Regions from separate parts of the Mus musculus genome. Here all the other regions are linked to region 1. A link is a contact called in public Hi-C and HiChIP or PLAC-seq data. All regions are on one chromosome and are shown on one strand. The core of a region is the stretch at or near the end of the contact, and the rest is flanking DNA. Distances in the headings are between cores, read along the strand shown. Region 1 has its middle 19 kb from the start of Gm36227. Region 2 overlaps Gm35835 (a long non-coding RNA gene). Region 3 overlaps Mir100hg (Mir100 Mirlet7a-2 Mir125b-1 cluster host gene).

The links. A called contact is a pair of places that touch in the nucleus more often than the background predicts. HiChIP or PLAC-seq counts read pairs in DNA pulled down with a chosen protein or histone mark.
Region 2: a contact with region 1 is called in a Hi-C map of embryonic fibroblasts, with 5 times the contacts expected there. The contact joins two enhancer-like sites. A contact is called at or near these places in 6 of 484 Hi-C or Micro-C datasets (cortical neurons, embryonic fibroblasts and trophoblast stem cells) and 5 of 115 datasets of contacts at active chromatin or transcription factors (craniofacial prominence, embryonic forebrain, embryonic midbrain and 2 more).
Region 3: an H3K4me3 HiChIP or PLAC-seq map of forebrain shows a contact between it and region 1, with 5 times the contacts expected there. The contact joins two enhancer-like sites. A contact is called at or near these places in 1 of 39 promoter capture datasets (liver), 50 of 484 Hi-C or Micro-C datasets (the AML12 cell line, B cells, the C3H10T1/2 cell line and 32 more) and 19 of 115 datasets of contacts at active chromatin or transcription factors (CD8 T cells, craniofacial prominence, embryonic basal ganglia and 10 more).

The regions. Positions count from the first base shown.
Region 1 is chr9:41,935,899-41,939,957 of GRCm38.p6, reverse strand. No RefSeq gene overlaps it. Among named protein-coding and RNA genes, the nearest start is that of Gm36227, 19 kb to the right of the region's middle. Within about 2 kb of position 1,762, at least 59 of the 459 cell types and tissues checked have an H3K27ac peak or open chromatin away from gene starts, as enhancers often do. A contact at or near this core is called in embryonic fibroblasts, forebrain and uterus, where this site is marked.
Region 2 is chr9:41,658,273-41,661,968 of GRCm38.p6, reverse strand. Gm35835 (a long non-coding RNA gene) reads left to right here. Exons shown (of 5, transcript XR_379295.4): 5 at 1,398-3,696. Among named protein-coding and RNA genes, the nearest start is that of Gm35835, 77 kb to the left of the region's middle. Within about 2 kb of position 1,743, at least 34 of the 459 cell types and tissues checked have an H3K27ac peak or open chromatin away from gene starts, as enhancers often do. A contact at or near this core is called in embryonic fibroblasts, where this site is marked.
Region 3 is chr9:41,467,487-41,471,600 of GRCm38.p6, reverse strand. The region is part of intron 3 of Mir100hg (Mir100 Mirlet7a-2 Mir125b-1 cluster host gene); the gene reads right to left. Among named protein-coding and RNA genes, the nearest start is that of Mir100, 62 kb to the left of the region's middle. Within about 2 kb of position 1,435, at least 40 of the 459 cell types and tissues checked have an H3K27ac peak or open chromatin away from gene starts, as enhancers often do. A contact at or near this core is called in forebrain and uterus, where this site is marked.

The sequences.
Region 1 (4,059 bases), core at 513-3,012:
TCTTTTGAGAGATGTCAGTGGGCTTCATTATATTATTGTTGTTGTAGGTACTGTGGGGAATTTTAAGAATACACACACACACACACACACACACAAACTCTTCCTTGGTCACTCACAGACACTATCTGTCCTGTTCATACCTCCTGCTTCTCTTGACACACTTTTGCCCAATGACTGCTTAACAGAGCCATCTTTGGTCATTCCATGCCTTAAAAATTGCTGTCTATAGGGAGAAAAGTAAAATGCTATTTAGAGCCAGTCAATATTTTTGCATCTTTCAGAGTCATGATGGGACCGACAATAGCTTTTATTGTACAATCAGTATAATTTGCTTCCCTTACAACAAAGCATAATTAGCTTGTAGTTCACACAGTGGCAATGCAAATGTGGCCATTTCTGAAGACTGTTGGTGAAGGCTCCCTTCCTCGCTTAAATGCAGTGTCCCAGTTTGGTCCTGGCCCAGGCTCTCTAGGCATCACTAAGCAGACCTCTTCATCTGTGTGGGATTCTGTAAGTTTTTTTTTTTTTTTTTTTTGCATGAAGGAAGGACAATGCTTTTATACAGCAGCGTTAATGACACACACATTGGATGTTTAGAGGCTGGGCGTTGGCGCTGGCTTGGAATGAACCTGTGTGGCTTAACTGCTTGTTCGACTGGCTTCAGGGCTCTTCTCCTTACTGACTGACCCTTTAGAGACTGACTGCTTCATGTCGTTCAGTCTGACCTCGGACTTGCTGGGTAGCTGAGGATGGCCTTGAACTTCAGAATCTTTCCCTCCCACCTTCCCATTGCTAGACTTCCCGGCTGGTGCACTACATCCAGTTTGTGAGGTGGTTTGAGATGGAACCCAGGCTTCACCCCTGCTTGGCAAGCACTCTACCAAGCAAGCCATATCCTTCTCTTCATGTTTAAATTCACTAAAGAGAGTTTAGGTCTTAGGATTGTCAGCCAGTTCCTCCATTAAATATAAAATAATACCCAATTCATCTACACATTGAAACATAGAGGGACTCCCTTCTTTCCTTTAAGACTCCCCTTCCTCTCCTTGGCAGCTGCATGGCTTTGAACTTCCCCTTGCAGCCTGTGGCATCTTTTCTTTGCATGTTACACCCCTGGCCCCGGTCCTGGGGGCTCTGCTCAGTTAGGACAGGACCGCTAACTCTGCCAGGGAGTTGGGTTTTATGAGAACTGAGAACAATGGTGTGTGCAGCCTGCCCCGTGCTGCACTCTATCAGACTCCTGGAGACTGCAGGAAGACTTCCATTTGAGGCTCAGGCTGCAAACTTTTATTTTGAAATGCCGGCTGTCTGAAATCAGGTTTATTCAGCTTTGACTTTGGCTTTGAACTGAGGCTCACATGGTACCTGTCACCTGAAGGGTGACAATTAGGGTCCGCACATGGAGCTACGTGAACAGAGCCTCCGCTTTGTTAGGTTGACAGAAAAAGAAGGCCTGTTTAGAAATCTTTCTTGTCTCACCTCTTCCTGTTTTCTATCCGTGCACCACCCTCTATCCTCCTAAATCTGCAGCAACAGGGGAGGACCCAGGAACAGACAAGGAGGAAAAAAAATCAATATCAAATCAATTCCTGCTATGGATCCAGAAAGACTTGTGGTCAAAAACAGTCCTGGTCCTTTTGAGTCCCTTAAAATTTTTGTATTGCATCCAGAGATGGTAATTGATTGAAACTGCCTGTGGTTTTAGGAAGTGCTCCGGTTACAAGGAAAAATCCTTTTATGTTGCTGGACGGCAGCCACAAAATCTCTGAAGTCAGGAATCTGGCAGAGGTTGAGCCTCCTCCAGGGTGTAAATAAACCAGCCTGGTCTATAACCCAATAGAAGTCAATTTATTGTGTGTGTTTCAAATCACTCAGCTCAAAGCCCTGCCCAGTTATTAAAGAAAAAGGTGTGGGATACAGCTGCAGCTCAGACAATAGGTGATGGTAAGCAGCAGTGTTTGTTAGGCCCTGTAGAACTCCCGGAGGAAAAGACGGGGCCTTGCAGGCTCAGTACACCTCTTCCTCCCTACTTGCAAAGAACTGCTCAAAATCAAGCAACCAGGCATGATTGGCACCCAGAGTCACTTACTGTGCTAGCCAGGAGCCTGGGGCTCAAAATGCTTAAGTGGGTGACCATTTTATACCGCTGGTCAGGAAACCCAGTGACATTCTTTGCTGCAGTGTTCGGCCATGTGGAAGGCATTGGAACTGGGGGTTTGGCTGGGCCAGATCTTGTTACCCACTGAGATGCCCATGGCAATGTGTGATGGGAGCCTGTTCCAATGCCTTGGGCAGATAACATGTTGAGTCCCAGTTCACACCAAGAGCCGGTTCACTTACACAGCAGAAGGTTATTTGGGGTTCACTTAGTCAAGACTAGAGGAAAAATCCCAGCGCCTGTGCACCAGCATTCCTGCCTCCAGCTTTAGCATCATTGCAGACCCCAGACGGTGTGTGGCAGCGGGTTAAGGGTGTTAAACATAGGAGGCCTTGCTTGCATCTTGCTCCAGACTGGCAATGACAATGAATTATTAGAAAAACCCAGGGTAGTCGACACAAAGCTGCCTCTTAAATGCTTATTTTTTCAGCCTTGGTCCATTGGGCACCACTGACCATCCACACCCTAAGATACTCTAAAATACCCCACCTTCACAGTATTCCACTTCATTTTAACATAGCAAAGCATTAATAGTCTGGCCGAAGTGTTCTCTCTCTCTCTCTCTCTCTCTCTCTCTCTCTCTCTCTCTCTCTCTCTCTCTCTCTCTCTCTCCTCTCTCTCTCTCTCTCTCTCTCTCTCTCTCTCTCTCCCTCCCTCCCTCCCTCCCTCCCTCTCTCTCTCTCTCTCTCTCTCCCTCCCTCCCTCCCTCCCTCCCTCCCTCCCTCTCTCTCTCTCTCTCTCTCTCTCTCTCTCTCTCTCTCTCTCCCTCCCTCCCTCCCTCCCTCCCTCCCTCCCTCCCTCCCTCCCTCCCTCCCTCCCTCCCTCCCTCCCTCTCTCTCTCTCTCTCTCTCTCTCTCTCTCTCTCTCTCTCTCTCTCTCTCTCTGTTTTTTTTTCCTGGTGGCCTCCCTCCCAACTCCATCCCCTTCCATCTCATTGGCTCCAGACAAGTACTGGGGAACCAATGAGATTCCTCTTCTTCATTCATGTCCTAGCAACAAGCCCAGTTCCAATCTTTCTCTGCCAAACTAACACCTGAAAAATTACATCATGAATAATGGCAAAAAGCAGCAAGGGCCAGAGAAGGGCTTTTTTTTTTCCCCCTTCAACTGTCTGCTGCAGAGTTCATTTAAGGTGTTTTCGTCTAGATTCTTAAAGCAACAATGTCCTAGGTTTTTGCTGATCTTTTTCAGCATACATACATACATATATATATATATATATATATATATATATATATATATATATATGCTGTTATCGAATGAAGTAACAGCTTTTGAAGCTAAATAAAAGGAAAACATTTTAATGGGGTTCACTGTATAGCCGTCCACACACACCCCTCCCAAGTCTGCGTTTAGAGGAGCGGAGGGGAATTAGACTGCTCTCCTATATTCTTAAGGAAAGGACGAAATTGGCCCAAGCCTCACAAGGCAGCACATCCACCCACTGTTCAACACAAAAAAAACGTAGTCCCCTTCCTGGCGGTGCCCCCTGCTCTTGTTAAATATCCCCTAGGCCCCTTTCATTACTCTTTGGGGATAAAGAAGCCATTCTTTATGAGGATCATGGAGCCAGGGAATGAGGTACCTGGAGAGTCTTCCCCGGAAGTGAAGTTGTATAGGGTATGCAGAGTGGGGGTGCTTTAGTGCGTTTAGTTCCGTACACGTGGGGGCAGCGAATGCAAACTCGTAGCTGGGGAACCACCACAGGGACAATGACATCCAGATGACCTGGGCGGGGGCGGGGGGTGGGGGAGAGGAAACTGAGAAAGAGAGGTGAGGTGATGTGGTGTGGGCTTGCAGGAGGATGATGGGGGAGGGGGATGGAGGCCCTGGAGGGGGTCGGGGCTGTGAATGGAAAGGTCCACCCTTCTAGGCATTTTTCAAGTCCCAGACGCCGCTTC
Region 2 (3,696 bases), core at 494-2,993, 280 kb after region 1:
ACCTGGTTTGATTGTTACACAGTGTGTAAGTATCTCAAAACTTCACAGTGCATTCCATAAACACATGGAAGTAGCAGGTAATAACTGAAAACTAAGGGGTCTGGTAAGATGTCTCAGCTTCTTCTACATCTATTTTGTAGGCATGTGCACTTGCGAGCATGCACACAGACACAGAAAGACAGACAGACAGACACATGCAAAAATATAATAAAAATAATTTTAGTGTTACTTGAATGATTATTCCTCTCTTGTTCCTGTTTTATAGACAATAATAGATACATAATGGATATGTCATAGATATATGATAGGTAGATAGATAGATAGATAGATAGATAGATAGATAGATAGATAGATAGATGATAGATAGAAGACAGATGGTAAAGAAAACAGTACCGACACATGATTAAAGGAAGACAGAATATAGATAGGAAGACAGAAAAGTAGATGGTAGATAGATGGCATGTAGAAAATAGATAGTTGATAGATAGATAGATAGATAGATAGATAGATAGGTAGATAGATAGATAGATAGATAGATAGATAGATAGATAGATAGATAGATAGATAGAGTATAAGGCATTGCCTTTATTTCCTAAGTAAGACCACTGAGGCAGAAGATGACTTTCCCAGAGTTCTACAGATTACAAATGATAGAGGCAGCTTTGGACCCTACAAGCAGCCTTATCAGTGGCTATAGACCATCTTAGACCAGTGGTGTAAGCAGAGGTGATAACGGTGACTGTAACAGCAGGAGTCCTGCTTAACACTTAGGAAACAAGAGCCTAGAAAATTGTGGATGTGCTACATACAGGATCTGCTCTTGTCCTCACAACAGGACATATCACATTATCATGACCAACATCACCACCATCCCCACTGTCAGGAGTGGCAGCACTGGATTGACAAGGAGCCTGTCTTACCTAGAATTGTAATGAATATGTAAGCCCTTACATTTTAAAGTTGTACTATTACTGTAATGAAAACATGACATATGAGCACAGAGGACTGTGTGGTCTGACACTTCATTTGACTTGCATCATGACCAAAGAAGACACATGGCTTTTGCAGAAAAGACCTCTCTGGAGTGGCCTATTTTTACTACTTTCTGAGTGAGGTGTTCAAAGTATACCAGTCCTGAATGGCAGAACATTGGGAACCTTGAGACAGACTCTGTGACTCACTGTAGGGATGCCTTCAGGACTGCGGATGTGAGCAGGCCGAGTTCCTTATTAAGTGATTCATCCGTCTCTCTGTAGTCGGGTAGATTTCTTTTCACGGTTTGTGAAATTTTCTTTCATAAGTTTTCTGTCTACTCTGTATAAAACCAGCAATATCTTTGTTTTCCCCAGGAAAAATCTTTGTCCCCTTATAACTTATATTCCATTCTGTTTTCTTAGGTGTCAGGCCACCACAATAACATGCACTGTTTGTGAAATGGGAATAAATCCCATCTGAGTCTAAGGACTGTGGACAGATACCATGTCTGTCCACATAACTTGTTTCAGACTCTTCCCCTGCTCACTTCCTTCTGAGTGGCCTCTCCCGTGCAAGTGTGGAGGCTAAAGAAGAATCAACTCTCCAAGCAACCTCGATGAGAGAAACGAGCTTTGGATACTTCGAAAGCCTCCATGCCGTGGACCAGGAAGATGACCTGCTTGCCACCCTTTCCCCTGTGTTTATACATTCCAGAGTTCTGCTCTTAAGTATACTTTGAAAACTCCCTTGGAAGAAACCAAATATGCCTTGTTCCAGGGTTGCTTTGAATGTTTTCAGCTTGTAGTCATGGTTGACATAACCTAATTCAAAACATATTGGAAGCACAATGGCACCAAACCTGGGTCGGGAGCCTCAATGTTTCTCTTGAATGGGTTCACTTGTTTTCTCTTTTGCTGTAATTTTTTTTTCTCCAAACTCACAGTCAATGTTTATGATTTGTATCTGAGATATAGCTTCAAAAATAGGCATGCTGCTAAATTTATGCTAAAGGAGGTAAGAAGAAAAAAAACTAGATAAAGAACAGGAGAGAAACAGGGGGAGAATAAAATTGAACAGGCAAAGAGGAGCCGGTGAGAAGTCCCAGTAGAGAAAGAGCTCGCTGTGCGAACCTGGAGGCCTGCGTTTGGTTCCTGGACCCCATGTAAAAATGGAAGGGAAGAACTGAAGATACATAGCTGACCCCTGACCTCTGCATGTCAGCCGTGGTGTATCTGTGTGACTGCATACATTCATTACACACAGGAAGAAAGTAAAAAAGGAACATTAAAATAGGAACCAAAGATTTACTAGACTAAAATTGATCCTAGAAACAATTTTCGGTACTGGTCCAGGGCATTGATTGACAGGCAAAGCCCCCCATTTGCATCCTTAGGGACACTGAGATGGTCGAGCTGGCTCTTGCATGTCTGCCTGGGCATCGTGTCGTCATGCGAAACAAGTCTGTCCTCCATGCATAACAGTGCAGCAAGTCTTTGAAAAATATCAAAAATAAAATTTCCATGTGATTTCCCCCAAATTTTACTTTGGGATCTATATATCCAGAACATTTGAAAGCAATATCAAAGCAGATAAAGAAGAGTTATTCACAGTAGCTAAGAGGTAAACATAAGTCAGATATCCATTAACAGATGAGTGGATAAATAAAATGTGGTACATGTACACATGTATACACATGGAACTACTATTCAGCCTTACAGAAGAAGGAAAGTTTGAAGCATGCTAAGGCATGGATGTCTGTTAAGTGGAATAAACAATCACCAAGGGAAAATTCCACAGGAGTCCACTCATGTGAAATATCTAGACTAGTCACATTCATAAGAAGAAAGTAGATGGGGACTTGAAGGAGTAGGGAGCTATATGAGGTACAGTGGGTGCAGTTTCTGTGTGTAAGGATGAAACATTTTGGAGCTGTATGCTGGTGAGAACCAAAGACACTGAACATGGTCAGCCTTATACATATGACATTGCTTGGCTTATTTTGTGCTGTCTTAGTCAGGACTTTGTTGCTCTGAAGAGACACCGTGACCATGACAACACTTATAACAGAAATTTTTGTGAATATTTTATTAAAATTTTTAGGAATTTTTTTAAAGTTGGCACTTTAGATGGATTCAATAGAGTGCATACACACACACATATATGTATATACATATACATATACATATACATATACATATACATATACATATACATATACATATACATATACATATACATATATGTATATATGATTTGGGTAAATTACCTTACTTAGACTGTGTTAAGTATTCACCTAACTACTAACAAGCTAGAGGTTTGTTGACAAAGCCCAGTGTGAAACCCTACTGTCATGACTCCTAGCTCTGTGTAAACCCTTGCCCTTTAAGACCAATTCCTCAGGCAAATCTGGAAGAAGAAACTGGGAAGGCTTAGGGAAAAGCTTGGACATACTGCTCTGCCACAGAAAGAAGCCCTGTGCTGTGAGTGGTCATGGAGGTAGCTCCTTGGCTTGTGGCTGAGTATCTGCATACACTGTGTTTGTCAACAGTTCTAATTCTACAGGTGAGAGAAAGGGCAATCCATCTGGCTGTGAAGGGGCTTCCCCTCCCAACCTAGCCACCTCCTTCAGCTTTCTTGGTCCACCTGGGAAATAACAGTCAACTGTTTTCTGCTGGCCCCTCCCTTGCCACCATCCTTCTTGGAGAGGCTAGCAATCCCAGA
Region 3 (4,114 bases), core at 186-2,685, 470 kb after region 1:
TGGTTACTGAGCATGCTCCTGGGGCTAAGGAATAGTCACTTGCACATAGTATGTGTCAGCAAGTCATGGAAACAAGGGAGAAGAAAACAGAACCCTCAGAGTGGCCCCACATTGGCATTTCTTAGTCATTCAGGGTTGAATGCCCCACCCCGGTGACATTGCTAGTTTACCCTGCTCTGCCCCATTTTGTGATATTGATAAGTTTTATAATGCAGGCAGGAAATATAGAAAAATAGAAACAAGATAAATAAAGAAGGGTGACTAGGTTGCTAGGAACGAGGGAGGCAGGAATATAAGGGAGCTTTGGAGCCCCTTGCATGATATATGCTGTAAAGGAGCTGTAGAGATTTGGAGAGGTGCACAGCTCATGAAGGAGGCAGGCAAGAGAAAGAACACTCTGACCAAAGAAAGGAGGGAAAAGCTGAAATTGGAGGGTGGAGGAAAAGACAGGAAACTGGGACAAGAGAGGGAAATTTAGAGGGATGGTGATGGGAAGTGAAGTCCCAGAGAGGTACTGGATAGAAAAGACTTTTCCAAAGCGACATGGATGGTATCAAGAGATGATGGGATGAGTATACAGATTCACATGGCAGGCAAAGGAAAGGGCAAGAAAGACCTAAGCAGAGACATGGAAGTTAGAGTCATCATGTGACTTAGTTTCTCCATTTCTCTGACTAGTTCACTTTACAGAGAAACACTCCTAAGAGCTTCCTCCGGTTGTCAAGGACTGCAAATACATCACAACAACAGGATGTCAATCAGGTGTAGATAGAACACCTCCTATGTGTTCAAACATGTGTCAGAAATAGAGTAAAAATATTAGTAAAATGCCTTCCGCAAAGTGTCTCACGGTGCTCAGAGCGATGCTAAGGTAATTGTATACAAAAGGAACCTGGTGGGACCAGGCCTGTCCTCACAGTAGTCATAAAGGACCTGGGAAAAGAAGAGGAAGTAATAGCCAAGTGTCAGATTGGAAGGCTCGTGAGACATACTGGGCATCAGCAGCTGTCATGTCATAGACAGTTAGTTTTTAGCCTGGGACTGAAAGAAAGGACCCCTAATCTCAGTTGTTCAGAGAAAGGGCCACTTTGCAGTCAGTGGATACCCAGACCAGGATAGGCCTCAGGACAGTAGGAGTGAGCTAACTAAGATCTTTTGATAGATCTGCTTTCCCTGCATGGCGTGGTCAGATCCACTGATGTGCCAAGTGAGAAAATGGTCCATATGCAACCTCCCTGCTCCCCCGCTTTCCTGTCCACTTTGCTTGTCTGTCTGCCTGGTTTGCCGAAGAGCTCTTTATTCTCTTCCACTCCAAATGCCTCTGTTTCAGGGAAGCGTTTGCATTTTCCTTGGCCTAGGTACAGCTTGACGAATTCTTTTAGGCTAGGCCAATTACAACAAGCTCGAAAATTGCTGAGCCAAGTGGTTTCTTCAGAGATCTGCTTACATTCCCACCCCCGTCCCTGCACAGATCAGGGGGCCCCCTGTGTGCTGGAGCTGCACACAGAAACTGTGCATTTTACTTTTAAGGTGGAACAAGACTAAGAGGAATTTCCCTTCCACCCCCAGGAGGAAATAAGGCACAACCAATTTTCACATCAGTTTTTACGTTGTTTGGTTGGGTTTCATCTGTATGAGGAGGCAGACATGATGGCTCCAAGGTGGCTTCCTTGAAGACCGTCCTGGGAAAGGGCTAGAGAGATTTTCAGAGTAATCCCCAAGGTATCTCAAGTTGGCCAGAGAATTTATATGTGCCAATTCCCTCTCACACTCCTAAACTTCCGCTAGGTCTAGGGTTCACCGTTGCAATGATATTCTTGCAAATACTAGCTTTGGAAAGAGAATGGAGTAGGCATATAGAGGTTTTCTTTTTTTAACTTTTGTTTTCATAATCACAGAGAGATGTTTGAAAAGCGATGATGCAATTTCAAGCAGGATTACTCCAAAGTCATTCTTTCTGATTTATGAATTGTACACCATGACAGTTTAGCACAATTACCTCTGCCTGTTTTCTTCCATGCTCGCATTGGCAGGCAAACTATGCCTGGCTTAAGGGACGATACCGAGGGATAACTTCATGAGAGCATGTCAAAGAATAATATAGTCAGACTGGAATTAAAGATTATCTATGGATAATTCACAGAGTATGTAATCCATGTGGGGGTCATTGAGGACTGACCACTCCTGCAAGGCAGCTGCAAGAGAGGTCAAACCGTCTTCCCAACAATAGAACAAGTCGCATTGACAGGATACTCTAGATAGAAAATTCTGAACTCAGTCTCACAGGCATGATAACCGATATGTGTCCAGGGAGTCTAAGGGCAGTCAATCAGAGCTGAGCTTTCCTTCTCAGACAGAAACTAAAGGGTTACTAGGTTCAAGCTGCCACTGTAAACCTGAAAGACAAAGAAATTAGCAACTCCAGACTGCTTCATCCACTGGAGACATGGCACTTGACATGCAGATGTTACCAAATATCCATGTTTTTTTTTTTATTTTTAGAGAAATTTACAAATTAGTGTGACTAAGGGTATGCTTCATCCCGATGGACAAGAGATATTTGCTTAATATTTGATACCAAGAAAGGAAAAGGGACCACAGGATAGCACCAACCGTCAGCATGGGAAAGTAACAGGGCTATGAGAAGAGTCTAATTTCGTCTTTTATGAAAGATACAATTGGACTTTCAAGAGCTGCTCATCTTTACAGGACTTCAAGGGTCCTTGGCCAGGGACCAACCTGGGTCATAGAGACATAAAATCCCCCAGGACTGGGTAGGTCTCTAAAGAAGAAACCTTAGTTACCTTGCCATCATTTATCAAAGTAATGTTCTCTCTCTCTCTCTCTCTCTCTCTCTCTCTCTCTCTCTCTCTCTCTCTCTCTCTCTCTCTCTCTCCTCTCTCTCTCTCTCTCTCTCTCTCTCTCTCTCTCTCTCTCTCTCTCTCTCTCTCTCTCTCTCTCTCTCCAGCATAAAAGAACACGCTGCTAGGTAATCTGAGAGGCTTTGGGAGAAGCCAGCAAGTTAAGCTCATGACTTCACAACAAACCTTTCATCTTGGAGCCAACTGGATGCCATCTTCATCAGAGTCCTAAAGCTCACTCTTGTCGGATGGCATGGCAGAAACTTAACAGGCCAGCGTTTTCCATCTCATCATGAAAACTGAGGAAATTTGGTACCAGAGTCTTAAATTTGTGAGTAAAGAATTGCTGCTAAAAGAAAGAAGGCAGAACTCAAACCACAGAAACTCACGAAGGACTGTGCATTAGACAGGATGTCAGCAGGACATTTAGATTTTTCCTCATGCTAACACTTTGCAGAATTCTCTTTATATCCTGCAGAGAACCCTAATGGCTAAAAGTAAGCTTGGCATTCCACAGAATAAGCATGAAGGGCTACATATGGTAGGACTGTGACAATGACATCTACTAAGTGCCATCATCTCTTGGGAGAACAGAAGACATACATCTTACACCCTATCTCTGACTTTGACTCATGCTACATCAGGGTCATAAGACTCTCATCATGACAGGTTTAGGGGTCCCTCAGCTACTTGTTCCTTGACTATTTCCTGGAAGGAAAGGCAGAGAGAGAGTTCAGTTGCTTACATTGCCAGTGCAAGGATGCTCAATAGCTTTCTTGGGAACTCTGACAGTGATGGTGTCATATTGAATCCTCCCTTCACAGTTTAGTTGTGGTGTCCACTCTTTCCCTCCACTGAGTTTCCTGAAATGGTCCATTTCTTTTTATCTCTGATGCAGTTACCCTTGGTGAAGCTTGTCCCTCCCTCCCTCCCTCCTTCTTTCCCTGCCCCCACACCCTGGATTACTGTTGCATGATCCAGCTTGGCTTTCTAAGATTACCCGCTATAATCCAGCTCATACATGACTTCTGGTTGGTCTTCCTAATAGCTGCCTTTGATTGTATCTCTCTTAGAAAACCCTCCAGCAATCCCTGGTGCCTCCTCATCACAGTCCTGACAGGTGATGCTATAGTGCCTGCCAACTAAGGCTTAGAAACGAATGGCTAGCTCTACCAACAAAGACTGAATTCTCCAGTGACTCACGTGTTGTTGCCCTATGAATAAAATATTTAAACATAGGAAGTTACTCAAAC